Regions from separate parts of the Mus musculus genome. Here region 1 is linked to region 2. The links are chromatin contacts, called in public Hi-C maps. All regions are on one chromosome and are shown on one strand. Each heading gives the region's core, a stretch centred on a gene start, on an enhancer-like site or on the middle of the called end of the contact. The rest is flanking DNA. Distances are from core to core; before and after follow the strand shown. Region 1 has its middle 21 kb from the start of Gm32932. Region 2 overlaps Gm41874 (a long non-coding RNA gene).

What was found. Hi-C and Micro-C count contacts between places; a contact is called where the count stands out from the background.
Region 1: a contact with region 2 is called in a Hi-C map of nephron progenitors, with 2.3 times the contacts expected there. The contact joins two enhancer-like sites. A contact is called at or near these places in 5 of 484 Hi-C or Micro-C datasets (Sertoli cells, nephron progenitors, pancreatic cancer cells and 1 more).

What each region holds. Positions count from the first base shown.
Region 1 is chr19:57,541,682-57,545,146 of GRCm38.p6, forward strand. No RefSeq gene overlaps it. Among named protein-coding and RNA genes, the nearest start is that of Gm32932, 21 kb to the left of the region's middle. Within about 2 kb of position 2,055, at least 37 of the 459 cell types and tissues checked have an H3K27ac peak or open chromatin away from gene starts, as enhancers often do. A contact at or near this core is called in nephron progenitors, where this site is marked.
Region 2 is chr19:57,409,904-57,413,291 of GRCm38.p6, forward strand. It overlaps Gm41874 (a long non-coding RNA gene), which reads left to right. Exons shown (of 3, transcript XR_877961.2): 3 at 1,285-1,369. Among named protein-coding and RNA genes, the nearest start is that of Gm41874, 7.1 kb to the left of the region's middle. Within about 2 kb of position 2,103, at least 158 of the 459 cell types and tissues checked have an H3K27ac peak or open chromatin away from gene starts, as enhancers often do. A contact at or near this core is called in nephron progenitors, where this site is marked.

The sequences.
Region 1 (3,465 bases), core at 805-3,304, 130 kb after region 2:
GTTTACAGTCCCTTATCATCAAGGTGGGAGCAGGGCAGCATCCAGGCAGACACACTGCAGGAGGGGCTGAGAGTTCTACATCTTTATCTGAAGGCTTGCTAGCAGAAATACTAGCTTCCAGGCATCTGGGATAAGTGTCTTAAAGCCCACGCCCACAGTGACACACCTACTCTAACAAGGCTACTTAAACAGGGCCACACCTTCTAATAGTGCCACTCCCTGGCTAAGCATATACAAACCATGGCAGCCCCCAATACAGCGGTGTGGAGAGTTGAGACCTTTAATGGGCGTGTAAGTCACTCAGGTTCTCCAGGGTAGGTTCATTGCCATAGAGGCACCTAAAAAGAATGGTCTTTTGTTTCTGTTCACAGTTGCAGTCCATGTGCCTGGTACGGATAGGGTGTAGAGGTTAAATAAGGAAGCTTTTATCATTTGTGTTGTCGATACTGTGTATCTGAGACCTTACCAGATACATAAGTATCAGAATCAGGAACTCAAGGCAGGAACCGGAGGCAAGAACTGAAACAGAAGCCATGGCACGGGTAAGAGTGCTGCTTACTGATCTGTTTCCTCCTGGCTGCTCAGCCTGCCTTCTTATACCCAAGACCGCCTGCTCAGGAGTGGTACAATTCATATTGGGCTGGGCCCTCCTACATCAACCATTCATCAAGAAAACACACCACAGACCTGACCATAGGCAATCGAATGGAAGCAAACCTTGTCTCCCTAGATGACTCTAGTTTGTGTCAAGTTGAAAAAAACCAAACCAACCCCCAAACAACATCTAGCTGGTACACCCTCTGTATTCAGCTAGACGCTGTATCCTCCGTGAAATAAGTCTCCATTCTTCAAGAGTTACTCAACTCAGGTATCTGGCATAGCAGCACAAAACAGACCAAGTCACTGTGTTATTGAAAAAAGCCGTTATGATATAAATAGGAAGGTAAATGAAGCCAGGGAGAACTGGTGAAGAACACTTGTGTGAAGGGATGGGGGCGGGGTAGGTCTGAGATAAATATAAACATGTATATATATAACAGTCCTCAGGAAAATGTCTAACAACTGACTTTTCTGGAGGAGGTGCCCTGCTATGTTTCATTTGCTTGCTTCTATGCTATAAATATTTTAACTACAACCAGTTTCAAGTTATCAACATGAAGTGGCGCAAAGTAGTGTGGGCACGAAATAGGCACAGGTCTTTGGCAAGGTCAGAAAGATGAATCAGCAAAGTCAATGAAAATTCTGATCGTGAGACTTTCCATTGAGGAAAGACAGAGCGTCAGTGGTCCTCAAGCTAAGGAAATAGAAACAGAGATTTGAGATCCCCAACTACATTTGTGAGGGTGGTCCCAGAGGGAATAGTAAAGAATAGAAGACTGCATTCAGGTCCAGAAACCATAAAAGCAAGTAGGACCTTGGCCTTGAGCTCAGTACATGCTAATACGCTGCCACGTGGTGCTGTGTGACGGTCGACTATTAGGCATCACTTGCTCTGGAGGCACCTCTTACAGGCATGAGGCTATGTGCCCTTCAGAGATGTGTAAGCCCACATTCCTGTCCATTTGGTAAATAAAATGAAGCCTGTGCACTACACACATATGCATAGTGTCATGGGCCTGGTAGAGACAGGGTACACTAGAGATGAAGGACACTCATAATACTTGTGATATAGATTTCATTACCAGAGCCTTTACAAGGAACCTGAGTATTGGGCTCAGGGCTCTGCTTGCATTTGTTTACATGAAGAAACCCAACCAAATGTTTAAGCAACTTATCTACCGTTCCACAGCATTGCACATGGGTCTTTGTAACATTAGAAGACCCCTCCCCAACCACATCGGTACACCGCCCCGTCCAGAAGACACCAGTCTGATGGAGAAGCAGCGTGTAATCAGAGATGTTTAGTTTCTTTTTTTAAAATTGCATTCAGCCTGCATATTCCTAAAGAGTCAATTCATGTTTTTTTTTTTAAACCCTCCGTTGTGCCTGCATGTGACATGTATTTTTAGGTTCTGCTGCTAGCGAGTGTATTTTTGTGTGATTGAGTGGGAGAGTGGGAAGGGTTCGGCAGAGCTGTTTAAACCAGAATGCAGGGGGCACAGCAGAGACTGAGGAAGCTCTGCCATCTGAGGTCTTAGAAGAACCACAGAGACACGCGCGCATTCTCACTTCATTATTCTGTGCGTGCCTGGACGGATGACTAAAGACATTGTTAAGCTTTTTAAATGACCCACTCCCAGCAGCGAACAAATCACTTACCGGTCTAAGCTGACAGGAGTTTCTCAGATTATAAAACCTCAAAGCAGGGGGAAATGTTAAAACAGAGAAGGCAAAAGATGATACCCGAGACAGGGAAAGAGCGAAACGGAGGCTTCCTGTCTGCCAAGGCAGATGGCTGACCACTAGGAGGCCTTCACTGAGGCCGCCAGGGTAATTGGATGCTGGGGCTTTTCTGGCAAGGACTGTGTAGCTTCATCCATGAGATCCAGGCCCATCCCTGCTTAGGTAGGAACACTACATCTTCTGCACTGCTAGAGCGGATGGCTCATCCCAAACGTGAATGTTACCTTTACTTTGTGTTGCTTCTCCGGTAACAAGGACATGAAACGTAATTAAGGACTGAATTTCCTAGCCGACTCTCTCTTGCATGTACAATTATCCGCAGATATAAAATTGCCCGCTTTGATAATTACACCCTCAGAACGAGGGGCAAGTGGCTAATTATGCCCACATGTGGCCGATTGCACTTTCCATTAGCCAATTATGTGCACAGTTATTTGTGCACATAAATAATTGCACTCATGGAAAAATAGCAGCCCTCCTTTCAAACCTTCCTGCTTGGAGAGGATGATGGAGTAATTGCCACAGTGGAAATGTTCTTCGTGGGCACTAAAAGAGAATCAGATACCAGGAAACGGAAATGCGTAAATGACCAGAGCCCGCAAATGGCATTAAGTGCCAAAGAGAGCAAAAAGAACCATGGGATGGCTCGGGGCCAGCACACGTTAGGAAGCAGGCTTCAGGGTGGCTGAGCCGGACAAGCACAGTGACCTCAGGCAGGACATTGACCTTCCTTCGTGTCTTCTCATTCTGCACACATAAGGGGCAAGGCAGATGACAGGTGCTTCACTCCTAGCACTTTCTGGGACTGATCAGACAATTCTGTAGTCTCCTTGGGTCAAAGCGTCACACACAGAGAGACACTGTCACAGCAGCAGGTACACGTCTAATTGTACAGCAAAGGTAGATACCCTCTGTAGCAAAGGAGGGCCTCCAGTTTGGATAAGGTCAGGAAAACCTTTTGGTTTGGCTCTAATGTTCCTAGTTATGACAGTCCAGAAAATGACATGATGCCATTCAAAATTCATTCATTCATTCATTCATTCATTCAACAAAATCAGTCCTGCCTTAGGCTATCCTGGACAACAGGAGAAATTACCACGAGGTCGCTGTTCAAGAGCAGCC
Region 2 (3,388 bases), core at 853-3,352:
TGAAATCTGCGTGCCTCTGCCTCCCGAGTGCTGGGATTATTAAAGGCGTGCGCCACCACGCCCTGCAGGAGAGGGTTTCTTACCAGAGCAGAAATAACTCAGTAACAAAGCCCACCCCAGCATGGGTGACAGTTCAGGAAAGCTGGGAACCTGGAGCACACTGAACAGCCTGTAGGCAGATCAGCAGGTTGGAGAGAGTCCTTTCCTGGTGACTTACACCTGTACCGAGCTGCTTGGCTTGTCTGAGAATGTTTCTTAGCTGTCTTGACTGTTTACTCTTGGGGGAGAGGAGGCTGGTGAATCGTGTCAGTTTCAGGGACTTCCTGAGACTATGTTGAATTGTTTAACTTGCTATGTTAGGGAGCTTCCCTGAAGGATAAAATGTTTCAATATGGGGGCGGTGTGTGGACCCTGCTACACAACACCAGAAAACATGAGGCGTCTCTTACCTAGTTGCATGGAACTTGGAAAACACTGTCTAGTAAGAAGCCAAAGGGTTGGCCTTTTCTAGGCCTTCATTGGTCCAGGCCTGTATTACACCAAACTCTGACGCTTCTTCAAACATCGAACATCCCACAGTAGACTCACATCAGACTCTCCCAGGCACAACTAGGATCTGTATGTCTTGCACACCAGCGATTGTATTTCAGTTGATTGCTGTGAGTATCCCCAATGTGTGAAGAGCCCAAGAACGTTTAGGGGCTTCCATGAAAGGCTCTGAGACCCACAGCTCATCCAGGACCCAGTCACTCCATCTGCCTGGAAGAGGCCTCAGCAGGATTCCCACCTGCTCCTCACACCATGCCAGGAATTATATGGACCTCCCGTTCTAATAGAGACCAAAGGAAACATTTCAATACAAACAACACAAACCTCTGAAGCTGCCCCAGCCTCTGGGCGCTGAACCTCACTTATCTGTGAAAGGGCAGTTGGGGAACTTCAAACCATCACTATGCCATTGATGTCCGGAGGAGGGTGCAAACAGCCCCAAAGCTCCTCTCAGCTCCCCTGCTTCCCTCTGCGGGCCTGAAAGTGGTCTCTCCCCAGGGATCAGAATAATTTCCTTCGGCTGAGTCTCATTGTATGCCTTTGATTTAGAGACACTTTTAGACACGTGAGATGCTAGGGCAGGTTTTCCTGGAGAGCTTTCTGAAGGCCAGCTTCTGCCCCGGGGGAGGGCTGTAGACTGGAGCAGCATTTGGAACACAATCCCAGCTGTTTTCCACTCTGCCAGTGGCCAGGTGTCTCACCTCCTCACTGTCTACCCCTTGTTGCTCGTTGCAGATAAAGAAAGGAAATTCTAGCCGGGCATGGTGGCACACGCCAGCACTCGGGAGGCAGAGGCAGGCGGATTTCTGAGTTCGAGGCCAGCCTGGTCTACAAAGTGAGTTCCAGGACAGCCAGGACTACACAGAGAAACCCTGTCTCAAAAAAAAAAAAAAAAGGAAATTCTGGGCCACCGTGAGATTTACTAGACGTGATCCAGCTGGCCCCTTTGTAGCTTCTTTCTTAGCCTTCATCCAAATTTTCCAAGCCCGGGCTTGCCACGTTGCTGCTTCCTGTAAATATTTTAGGGGAAGCCTGCCGGGCTCTGAGGAGTTTCAGAATGCTTTGCCCCAGCTGTTTAGCCACAGAGGCCGGGTTTATGGAGTCACTCATTCACTCTGACGGGTGTCTTGCAGCCTGCAGAGCCTGGCGGGAAGAAGGGAAATCTCCACATTTCATGGTTGTTTACCCAGCCCTCTTCCCCAAATACCCATTCTAGGACATCGTAAAGCTCAGTGCTCCCCCCGCCCTCCCCCGCTCCCATCTCCTTCATCTCTCCTTAGAAAAACCCAAACATGGCCTGCTCTATTTGTTTATTTACAAACCGAAGTGGCCAATCCATTTCCAAGCCGATGAAGCCCCGCTCATTAAACTGCTCTTGTTGACACTGTGTGTTTTGATCATCTGCGACCTTCGGTTTTCTGAGAGGCGGATGCTGTGTCTTCCTGTTTAAAGGGCCTGTGCGCATGGAGTCAAAAGCTAGGACTCACTGACCCAGATCAGCCCTGCCTGCGGTACTCTGTGGTTGGCAGCTTGCCTGAAGACCACAGCGAGGCTCCTGGGCTTTTTCAGAGCAGCAGCAGGCAAGCTCATCCGGAGCTGGGGAAGCAGCGGCCTCAAGCCGATGCTGCCAAGCGAAGCATGGGCGGAATCCATGCCCAGCCATTTCTCGTGCTCACAGCGCAGGGACGGGGGCGCCTAGCGGGCACAGGATGCTTTCCTGTGTGACAAAACAACTCCCCTGTTCCCCGAGGACGAGGAAACAGCTGAGAGGTAGAAGACAGACACTGTAGGTGCTGCTGTACACCACGGACGATACTGACAGACTAGAGCTCAAAAGAAAGACCATACAAGGACCACTAAGTTACTGGAGGACTGAGGTAGGCATGTGGTAGTGTTGCTGGAGGACACAGCCCCCTTTGTCAGTTCCTGGTCTTATAAAGAACTTTGGAAATGGACATGGGGTGGGGTATGGACGTGGTGGGTGTACTGGCTGGTTTTGTGTATCAACTTGACACAGGCTGGAGTTATCACAGAGAAAGGAGCTTCAGTTGGGGAAGTGCCTCCATGAGATCCAGCTGTAAGGCATTTTCTCAATTAGTGATCAAGGGGGAAAGGCCCCTTGTGGGTGGGACCATCTCTGGGCTGGTAGTCTTGGGTTTATAAGAGAGCAGGCTGAGCAAGCCAGGGGAAGCAAGCCAGTAAAGAACATCCCTCCATGGCCTCTGCATCAGCTCCTGCTTGAGTTCCAGTCCTGACTTCCTTTGGTGATGAACAGCAGTGTGGAAGTGTAAGTTAAATAAACCCATTCCTCCCCAACTTGCTTCATGGTCATGATGTTTGTGCAGGAATAGAAACCCTGACTAAGGCAGTGGGGAAGTAGAGAGGCGTCTCAGAGGTGAAGAGTACTTACTGCTTTTCCAGAGGACCTGAGTTTGGTTCTTAGCAGCCATGTGAGGTGTAAGGCTTGCAAGTGCCTGTATTTCCAGCTCCAGGGAATCTGGCATCCTTTTGTGGCCTCCTAGGGCATGTTCACTTTCACTCATGTCACACACACACACCCACACACACACACACAGACATACAGAGAGACAGAGTATTCTAAACAGATCCAGGAGGGAACGTGGAGCAGCTTACTGGGGTGTCCTGGGTGACAGGAGAGGCAAGTTGGCAGTCTTCACCACAGTCTAGAGGGTGACACCAAGACGAGGAAACAGAAGCATTAGGCTTCCTGAGAAGAAAACCAAGCAGACAGGCTCTGCAGTGAAAGCCTTAGAACTTCTGTTCGAGGGCTGCACTTTGTGGGGTCAGAAATACATGTGTCATTGTTAACGGGACAGTT